3 separate regions of the Mus musculus genome follow, and all the other regions are linked to region 3. The links are chromatin contacts, called in public HiChIP or PLAC-seq and promoter capture Hi-C maps. All regions are on one chromosome and are shown on one strand. The core of a region is the stretch at or near the end of the contact, and the rest is flanking DNA. Distances in the headings are between cores, read along the strand shown. Region 1 holds the start of 1700040K01Rik (RIKEN cDNA 1700040K01 gene). Region 2 overlaps Smg7 (Smg-7 homolog, nonsense mediated mRNA decay factor (C. elegans)). Region 3 overlaps Nmnat2 (nicotinamide nucleotide adenylyltransferase 2).

What was found. HiChIP or PLAC-seq counts read pairs in DNA pulled down with a chosen protein or histone mark. Capture Hi-C pulls out chosen DNA fragments and counts their contacts.
Region 1: a contact with region 3 is called in an H3K27ac HiChIP or PLAC-seq map of epiblast stem cells. The contact joins the promoter of 1700040K01Rik here to the enhancer-like site in region 3. A contact is called at or near these places in 2 of 484 Hi-C or Micro-C datasets (cerebellum and embryonic stem cells), 10 of 115 datasets of contacts at active chromatin or transcription factors (embryonic stem cells, epiblast stem cells, extraembryonic endoderm stem cells and 3 more) and 3 of 9 other capture datasets (adipose tissue, liver and pancreatic islet).
Region 2: a promoter capture Hi-C map of adipose tissue shows a contact between it and region 3. The contact joins two enhancer-like sites. A contact is called at or near these places in 1 of 15 datasets of contacts at CTCF or cohesin (stem cell-derived epiblast-like cells), 7 of 484 Hi-C or Micro-C datasets (cerebellum, cortical neurons, embryonic stem cells and 3 more), 12 of 115 datasets of contacts at active chromatin or transcription factors (the NIH/3T3 cell line, embryonic stem cells, epiblast stem cells and 2 more) and 4 of 9 other capture datasets (adipose tissue, embryonic stem cells, liver and 1 more).

The regions. Positions count from the first base shown.
Region 1 is chr1:152,933,521-152,936,937 of GRCm38.p6, reverse strand. 1700040K01Rik (RIKEN cDNA 1700040K01 gene) reads right to left here and starts at 2,133. Exons shown (of 2, transcript NR_166417.1): 1 at 1,753-2,133; 2 at 1-607.
Region 2 is chr1:152,869,891-152,873,075 of GRCm38.p6, reverse strand. It overlaps Smg7 (Smg-7 homolog, nonsense mediated mRNA decay factor (C. elegans)), which reads left to right. Exons shown (of 23, transcript NM_001160256.1): 2 at 2,285-2,316. Among named protein-coding and RNA genes, the nearest start is that of Smg7, 31 kb to the left of the region's middle. Within about 2 kb of position 1,850, at least 7 of the 459 cell types and tissues checked have an H3K27ac peak or open chromatin away from gene starts, as enhancers often do. A contact at or near this core is called in adipose tissue, where this site is marked.
Region 3 is chr1:153,091,118-153,094,396 of GRCm38.p6, reverse strand. It overlaps Nmnat2 (nicotinamide nucleotide adenylyltransferase 2), which reads right to left. Exons shown (of 11, transcript NM_175460.3): 8 at 284-360. Among named protein-coding and RNA genes, the nearest start is that of Lamc2, 94 kb to the left of the region's middle. Within about 2 kb of position 1,891, at least 133 of the 459 cell types and tissues checked have an H3K27ac peak or open chromatin away from gene starts, as enhancers often do. A contact at or near this core is called in adipose tissue, cerebellum, embryonic stem cells and 4 more, where this site is marked.

The sequences.
Region 1 (3,417 bases), core at 884-3,383, 160 kb after region 3:
AACCTCTGACTTCAGTAGTGGTTGTCAGGGCAGCCGGGGCCTGGGTGATCTTGAGAGTCAGCTGTGGGTGTCCCCACTGTTTGCTTTCTTGCCTGCACTCCACTCTAGGTTTAAAGGTATCCAAGGTTTCCCTCTCACGGAAGATGCTTTGGAGTTTTATCTGGATGAGTTCTTTCTTGCTCAATGGCTTTCATAAAGGCCCTTGGCTTGTCATTTATGCCTCTATCTTCTTCCAAAATGCACCTGAAATGGCTGATCCTGCCATTGCCTGTGCTAACCACAGCCCTTCAATCTTTTCCAGACCATCTGTTTCTCTTCGCTTTGAAGCCACACTAAATTTGTGACAGCACAATCATCTCCATGGCAACGGGATATGGTCCTCACCATTGGATCCTGATTTCATTCTGACCAAAAACCAAGCAACAGTCAGATGACCTAGTTACTTTTCTCATTGTTGTGACTGAATACAGGACAAGCAGCAACTAAAGAGAAGGACGGTTGTTCCTGCCTGTAGCTTGAGGGGATACAGTCCGCTGTGGCTGGAGAACGTGTGACACCAGCTGCTTCATGGTGACAGGAATGCAAGATAGGTGGTTACATTATGTCCCTAGTCAAGAAGCAAATATTGAACAGGAGATAAGACTGAGCTGTAAACTTCTGGTAGCCCTCAATTGCCCACTCCCCTCTAGCCAAGGTTCCCCACCTCTAAAACAGCACAGCCAGCTGGAGACCAAGACTTCAAATACTTGTACCAGTGGGGAAATAGTTTACATTCAAACCACACCTGAAACTATAGTATAATGTTTCTCATTACTGTTTTGTGTTTTGGTTGGCTTTTTTTTTTTTTCTTCAGGCAGGGTCTCAAGTAGCCAAGGTTGGTCTTGAACTCCCGATCCTCTTGTGTCAACCTCACATGTACTAGGATTAAAAGTGTGTGCCATTCGCCCCGGTTCTTGTTTGTTTTCTCTTTGAAAAAATTCCTACTTTTGACTTCTGTAATCTTGGACTCGGCCTGAATATATGCTTAAATAACATATATGAAGTATTTGTTCAGCAAACAATTCGATATGCAGGTCAAAAATAATCCTAATTTGGAAAAAAATCACATAGACCTACCCCGTCCACACCCACTGTGCTATAAAACTTGATTGACTATGCATGACTGGCTCACAGTCTTCTGGCTTGGGGAGAAGAGAATGAGGACTCCATTTAGTGGACATGAAACTTCTAAGGCTAAGAAATAGGCTTTGATGACCGAGAAGCAGCGGAAGGCAGCTGACCTAGTTCCAGCTCAATGGCTTTCTTATCATGCTCAGCACAAGAAAGACACAAAGAGTCTTTTCATCTGAGTTCAGAGTCTCTAACCAAGGAAGATAAATGGGAAGCTGTATCCTCATAATTGACCAATACCTGGATATTTTGTTCATTTGCTTTAATCTCGTACGACTTAATTACTGTTTGGGGGAAAACCCTGAACATCATTTGCTATGCTGGGGTATTGAGAAGGTGTATGAATTTTTTAAATGAACTAGTTGCAGGAGGATCAATAACATGTCTTATCAGTCCATTCCCGTGTCAGTCTTTAAATAAGTGACAAGGACTGGATAATGGCACTGTGGTGGACATACAGCATAATGCACACAATGCACATAACTCGCAGGTAATAGACACAGAAGGGAACGTATTGTAGTGTATGGATATAGGCACAAATACTTTGTATAGCATTTGTAGCTTAGTGACAAGTGGACTTACCACCATCTTCTCCGTCCTATTTTTCTCCAGCTTCCTCCAGAATGAACTAGTTAAGGGTAAGGTAACGGGTGGGTAATAGTATAACAAATGTTAGAAGAGACGCTAAAGTAAATTTTTAAAAAGGAGGAAGAGAAAGAGGAGGAAAAAGAGGAGCAAAAGGAAGAAGAAGCGGATAAAGCTAGGTGGGAACTCACACACGTTATTCCAGCGTGAGGTCGGGCTTCTGCAAACCGCGTCTCAAAAAATGGGGGAAAATTACAATAGAAAAAATCTAGAAGGAAGAAGGTACAGAAAAAAGCAGGAAACTGTGAGCTGAGCCGAGTGGCTACAAGGCAGAGCCAGGATATGAGAGGCAGCTGCGCTGTGGGCCTTCAGGGAGTGAACAGGAAAGAAAGACTTTAAGTCCTATTGCTAGCTCTGGGCTATGATTCAGCAGCTTGCTAGTTTTTTCAGAAACTGAAGAAAACGAATTATTGTTCAAACTCTTTAAATTAGAAAGAAAGAAAGAAAGAAAGAAAGAAAGAAAGGAAGGAAGGAAGGAAGGAAGGAAGGAAGGAAGGAAGGAAGGAAGGAAGAAAGGAAGAAAGGAAGAAAGGAAGAAAGGAAGAACAAAATAGATAAGTCTGGAAGAAGCCCACTTCATAATCTATCGCTCCTCCCCACACCCTCCATTTCCCCCACAGCTGCACATGTGCGCATGTGTGCTTGCAGCTTGTCCAGGTAAAAGGTTTCTTGGGTTTTTTGTTTCTTTGTTTTGTTTTGTTTTGTTTTGTTTTGTTTTGTTTTGTTTTGGATTTGGGGGGCAGGCGGGAAGCCTGGGGGGAAGTAGGTTTGGTCAATTGTGGTAGCTTGTGGTTTGACACAAGCTAGAGCTATCTAAAAAGAGGAAAAAAGAGGAGTCTCAACAGACTCTCAACAGATGGAGAGAGTGACTCCATCAGACCATAGGCAACTTTGTGGGAGTGTTGTCTTAATGACTGATGTGGGAGCGCCCAGCTCGCTGTGGGTGGTGCCAGCCCTGGACAGGCGGTCCTAGGCTGTCTAAGAAAGCATCCTGAGCGATCTGTGAGGAGCAAGCTAGTAGGCAGTGTTCCTCCGCAGCCTCTGCCTCAGCTTCTGCTTCCGGATTCGCTCCTTGAGTTCCTGCCCTGACTTCCCTTCGCGATCGATTATAAATTGTGAGATGAAATAAACCTCAACGTCTCCAGGTTGCTGTTTGTCATGGTACTTTGTCACAGCAACAGAAAGCGAGCTGACATTTCCTCACCCCACCCCACTGGCCAGCCCTCAAGCCCCCTCCCCCACCAACAGTCTTCTCGTACCATTAGAGATTGTTGGCCAGGATTGTTTTACACTTACGCCAGCCTTCTATAGTCCAGAAGCTCTACCTCTACTGAAATTTAATTTTAACCTCAACAGATTTAAAACAAAATTAAGTGAATCAAAGAAGTAGGAGTGAGGAAAAAAAAAAAGGAAAGAAAAAATAAAAACAGTACAATTTCCTTAGAGAACCCTAAGGTCAAATTTGAGGCCTAAGAAAGGCAGGATAGCATTCCAGAGAACACCATGGTGCCCAAAGGACAGGCTTCATTGAGAGACAACATGCAGACTTGCTCCTGTCTGACACTGTTCTTGAATAGTGTCATACATTACTATTACTTCAGA
Region 2 (3,185 bases), core at 601-3,100, 220 kb after region 3:
AAGTAGTGCACAGCCATCTACTGTCTTAGATAGGGTTTCTGTTGTTGGGATAAACACCATGACGAAAAGCAACTTGGGGAGGAAAGAGTGTATTTCACTTAGACTTCCAGTAATAAATTCTAAAGGGCAGCCAGGGCAGGAACCCGGAGACAGCAACTGCTTACTGGCTTGCTTGCCTGCCTGCTGCACTTGCTCAGGACCACTTGCCCATGGGTAGCCCCTCTCCCATTGAGCTGGGCCCTCCCCACATCATTAATGGGCAAACACCCTGCAGGTTTTTCCATAGGCTAATCTGTTGAGGGAATTTTGCCAATTGAGGCTTCTTCTCAAATAACTCTAGCTTGTGTCAAGGTGACAAAAATTAGGGCACAGGCAGAACACATGTACATATGAAAAATAATTTTTAAAAATTTACAATGGCTGTAAAATATTTATGTAAATAGTACTTTCTATAAAAGAATTAATATAGCTTTTTTGGGTCAGTTTAGTTCTTTGAAATGGAATCTCAAGTTGTAATAATCTTTATTTATTTTTTGTCAGTTGACACATAATTACACATACAGAGGGTACAGGGTGATGTTGAGAACACATAATCATGAGTTATGATCTAGTCTCAGGGTGTTTGGCATATTCTTCACCCCATGTATCACTTCTTTGTGGAGATAGCATTAAAAAGCTACTTTTCTGGCGGTTAAGATTAGTCAGCATGTATTGTTAGCCATAATCATTCTTCTATGCATGAGAATACAGAAGCTGTGGGAGAGCGTGTTGTAGAGTCCCTGCTGAGCATTATGCTAGTTGAAAAGGATACTGACGGTATTTATTTTTAAAGGCTGTGATACCTACTTACTAAAGGGACTTTGAGAACCTATGAGTTTCCTTACCCCAGCAGGGTTTCCCAAGGAAGCACAGTGCTCTGACTCACACAAAGCACGAGTGATTATTGCCGTAAAAGTGGAGGTGATACTTTTTTTTTTTTTACAATTTTTTATTAGATATTTTCTTCATTTACAATTCAAATGCTATTCCAAAAGTCCCTTATACCCTCCCCCCACCCTGCTCTCCAACCCAGCCACTCTTCCTGGTCCTGGTATTCCCGTCTTGGGACATTACAATCTTTGCAAGACCAAGGGCCTCTGGAGGTGATAGTCTTAATAGCCCAGGGACTCTTCTTTTCAGAAGTTCAGTGACAAAGCAGCTAGAATAAGGAGAGAAGAGTGGTAACAGTTCCGAGACTATAGAATTTGTCACGAAAAGTTGTAGTGAAAAATCAATAAATGTTTGAAGTTCAGGTGGATAGTTGGTAAGATCAAGCATGCATTCAAAAATACCTTTTGTAGTAGTTCAAGTGAGGGTTGTGTGTAACAGGTGGGTGGCTAAAGATGTAATGCAGTAAAAAGTGCAATAAGTATTTAGAGGACAGCATTCCTCTGGGATTGACAAATACTGAAACTTAGGAAGAAGGCTGGCATAGAGACCTTCTGGGAGGAGGGGGAAATTGCCTTCCACACCTGGGAAGCCATGATAAAACGGCCAAGAGGAGAAAAAACACGTAAGAGAACCGAGCATGGAGTTCAGAAAGGACCATGAGGTCAATCTAGGACCTCACCAATAACAGACAATTCTTGAATTTCAGAGGGTGAATTAAAAAAATTTGGAAAACTTGAAAATGTTTGAAGGCCAAAGAGAAAAAAACTTGAAAACGTTTGAAGGCCAGTAGCAAGGGAACTTTAAAGACTGTTAAAAAGAGGAAAGAATAATCAAGTCCTGAGGAAATGTTAGAAGGAGCTGTCCATTGAAATGGCCTTTGCTCTCATAAGGAGAACGCTGTGTCAGTGCAGTACATGCCCAGTCAGGAGATTGTTTTCCCAGAGCAGGGTGTGCAGCTGTAGTTTGCCAGTGGGAAAAGGGACGGGAACAGCAGCTTGAAAAGAGTGAAAATTTGAAATTGTTAATGGTAACCAGTAAATTGAAAACAAACTAGTCTTTAATTAAGGTATTGCAGGATGTAACTTGTAGTATTTTTTATTCAGATTTGGAAAACAAGAAATGAACTTTTGGGGAAGTTACCAGTTTGATTTGTGAAGTCATATTTAAGTTATATCACTTTGTTAAGTGAACTGTTGCTACACTGGGTATTAAAGGAGGGCATAAATTTCCCTATCACATTGCCTCGTTGTAATGCATTGTTCAACTTGATTTAGTCTGTTTATTTTAACTTGGGTTCGGTTTTTTGTTTGTTTGGTTTTGTTTTTTTAACTCTTGTTCTTTTTTTCTTATTTAGGCAGGCAGAAGTCCTGAAGGCTGAAATGACAGGTATCGGTTGTCTTCTTTCTTACCACTTACTTTCTTCTATTAAAGGGAGACAATTTCCTTTCTCGTTTGTGCTGTTTGCCTAGAACAGTAACTTTGCTTTAAATGTCTCTTGCTCTTGTACTTTGCATTCTTCTTAAATACTTTAAAGGAATTTAATGTAGTGTATGCCTCTACTCAAGAATATATACTACATGAGAATTTGAGTTGCTATTAGTGTGTGATTATTTAATTTTTATGAACCTTTTACTAATAATTTAAGATATAAAATAATTCACACTCTATATAGCTAAAGATGTTGTATTTGATTACTATTTTCAATTTATAGTGACTCAAACCTGAGTAGCAGGTAAACCTTCAGAAAAAATGTTGATAGAAAAATTGCACTGAAAGTATGAAGTTCAGCAAGCTACCTTTTCTTACACATCTTTTCTGCTCTGAGTAATATCTCAAGCCCTTTGAGAAGAATTTTTTGACTCAGCTGCTGAGAGGAACAGATAATTCAAAGCTCACCAGTGATCATCAGCATGTCCTTCATAGCAGCACGTGGTGTTCTAAGCTCTCAGATATTTGATAGGACATTGCATCTTAATTTGGAAGGAATGTAGTTGTATGTTTAACTCGTGAGGAATTCAGCCTCTGTTGATTGATAACCAGAGTCCTGGGCAAGGTTTATCATTGAAGAGGGCACACACTGGCTCCGAGGGAGGCGGTGTTTCTTGAGCTTTGACAGTTACAGACTAGTGTTGGTGAGGAGCCCGGTCATTATATCATAGGGAGCAAAAGAGGAAAAGGTTACAGTGCGTTCACTGTTGTCCTTCCTACTAACACATTTGTGGTCATCATCTACATTATATGATACCAGTGTTGGA
Region 3 (3,279 bases), core at 642-3,141:
CCCAGGCAGCGCTTGGAACAAGACATTCTATAACCCGGAGTGCTTTTTTCCCAGGGTTCCCCAGGGTGAGGATGAGGAGGAGGGTGAGGAGACAAAGGCTGGGGTAGGTGAGAACTTTCCTCCATGGTCATGTGAATGAATTGCCCTCTTGGGAACTTTGAAGAGGCAAGAGATTCCAGTCTGTGACTGTTGGGGGGAGACAGAAGCCAAAATCAAACATGCCTCCCCCATGCCCCCACCCCCACCCCAAGCTGCTTGTAGATTTGGGAATATGGCTACTCACATCTGCCTCATTCCAGAGTCCTGGGATGCAGAAAGACTCCAGCAGGTCACTACCACACAGCAGCAAGATGCGCAGCTCTGGGGAGGGAGAGCAGAGGTGGCACACAGCATCAGAGGAGGATCTGGGTACTAGCTCTCAGCTTTCTACCCTCAAGAACACTTAAGTCTGCACTCTTAGAACTGTGGGGCTCAGGTCGCCTTGACAACACCACCCCAGGGTATCCATAGTTCAGCACCCCCAACCCAACCTCACCACCACCACCTTCAGGGCTAGCGCAGGATGGCTGGGCTCTCTAACAGCAGCCAGCTACATACGTTGGCATAAGGACTCGGAGCCCCTCCCCCACCCCACTGTTACTTTCCTTTTCCCACCCTTCCTTTCTGAGACTGTAGCCTAGGCTGGCCTCAAACTTGCTATATAGCTGAGGTTTGAACTCTTGGACCCTCCTGTCTCAGCCTCCCTAGGGCTGGATAACAGGCACTTATTTCTGTGTTCTCTCCACCTAGAGTGGGCCTCCTTCAACAAGTGCTAACACGGCAGGGATGGGATGGAGGGAGACCTCTGACTGTGAAGATGGAGTATCCCAGTTGATCAACTGTGCGCTCTCTTTCTGAGGACGTAGCCTTCAGCAAAGGGCTCAGGAAGCAAGGCTGGGGCCACCTCCCCTTTACCCGTGGTGCTCCATGCCTGTCTTGCTTTTTTTTTTTTTTTTTTTTCCTCCTCCTCATTAAGCCCAATTTGAATTATCCCATTGAGGCTCATTGTCATTTAAAATTGGTAGCAAATGGTGAGATTCAACTGAGTGACAGGAAAAGAATCTAGAGATTCTTGACATTCCTCAGAGTGTCCTACATCTTAGTGCACATCTTAGGCTGCCCAGGTTTCTGCCTTATCCAGCGTGTTGTATCTGAGACAATGAGACCGCTTGTGCAGAGCTGACCACTAGTCTTCCAGACACGGCTGCTACCATGGTCCCTAAGAGCCCGGGGGCTTTGCCTGACGTACACCCCAGGGCTGGGCAAAGGCTTTCAGATGTTGAGCTTGCCCCTGAGAGTCTCTAGATGGGATTGAGGCAGAAGAAAGTAGCCAGCATCTATCTCATTGTCAGAAGAAAGTAGCCAGCATCTATCTCATTGTCTCTGGTTCTTCCCTCAGGGAACACAATGAAGACTGAGAGCTTATGTTATCTCTTTGGCACAGAACCTTAATTTGTCTTTCTACCCCCAGGGCCTGGCAGTGACTGGCACCCAGAGGGGACTCAGACATGGTGAGTAGTTAGGCCAGCAATTGATGTGGTTGCAGAGCTAAGAGGGCTGCCTGAGAGATAGCCCCCGGACAGTTTAAGGGCGATTTCACAATGTCTGAATGTCATGCTTGGGAAGAGGAGAACTGTGTCACTGGCATCTGGTGGATTGGACACTGCTAAGTGGCATCCTACTGTGCCCAGGGCAGCTCCACAACACACAATGCCTGCCCCTAAATGCTGGCAACACCAAGGCTGAAGACCCTGAACTGGGATTTCCATTCTTATGCTAGGACTCACACTCTTGCCTAAGAATAATATGAGACTTAAAAAAAAAATAGGCTAAAGCCCAGAGAGGCAGAGTGAAACCTCTGACTCACCCCACCCCGCCCCACGCCCGGGACCAGTGCAGATGTGCTTATTGGTAATGGCCCTGGTAGAGTCTGTGGTCCCACATGAAGCCACTGGAGGGCAGCAGTGATTTCCATATTTCCAGTCCACAAGCCCTTGAACTGGGAAAGCCATGAGGGAAGCAACCAACTGCTGAAAACAGAATGGGCTCACTGATGCTAGGAAAGAAAAAAAAAAAAAAGATGGATTTTCCTTGTGGTGTGCAAGGAGCCTGTGAGTACCAGGGCCTTGCAGGACTTACTCACTTTGCCCTCCACTGGGTCTGCCTCCCTCCGCTGGTCATCTTGACCCAGGGCCAGCAGTCAGGGCCAGTACTCTCCCTCCACACTCCCTGCTCAGGAATTCCAGCTATGTGTAGCCCAGTGGCCCATCCCAGTTCCCACGGTACACGGAGGCAGCTGCCACCTGTATTGCTGTGAACCTGGAGTCTGTCTGTCAGCAGGGGCATCATGGCTCTCCTTTTCAGAAGCCAAGAATTCTTCATTATCCCTCCCTGTCAGACACGGGGATCCCTTTCCCTTCCAGAAAGCAAAAGCAGTCAGAGGAGGCTAGCCAGACTGGGGAGCCAGAGGGGATTTCCCCCAGCAGAGACAGCAGAGCCTAATTCAAGCTCTCGGGGCGGGGAAAAGACAAATTACACTGAAAAATCCTAGGACTGTTCTGAGCTCTGCTGGACTGAGACAGGCAGCAGGGTGACAGTTCCTACAGGGGACTGCAGGGATGCAGAGCTTAGAGCTTAGAGCTTAGAGCTTTGAACTCAGCGCTGGCTGCTTTGCCTTTGGATCCTCTGGGCTTACAGAACTTGCTTGCTTTGTGGCGATTGGCCAGAAAGCCAGGTGCCCACTCTCCTGGAGACTTCAGAGCTGACAAGCTGATGTGTAAAGGATGTTAAAGTCTAAAAGGTAAATAAGAGGTGAGGCTCTTGAGTTGCTTTGGTTCAACGAAGTCTAACTGTGTGCTAACTGCACTCCATTCTCACTAATGCCTCTGCCAATTAGTAACCAGTTGTCAACATTTTACAAATAGTTCTAGGAAAGCAACAGGAATAGCCCAGGCACGACTACATCTCAAAACGTTATCACATCTGCTGGTTATCATGGTACTTAGACACACCAGCCATCTTAAGATCACAGCAGGAGCCCAAACCCGAGTGCTCCCTCAGAAGAGTATCCACAAGGTATCTGACACATCTTTAGAAGTTAAATCCGATCTGGTTGGATACCAAATTGCCTCTCCTTCTAGACATCCACCAACTTGACCCTCCTCATCATCTTCGGCCTCCAACTCCACTCCTGCCTGCCTCCGCCATGCCTTTCCAGCTGCAGGCACTTGGGTTTCCCAC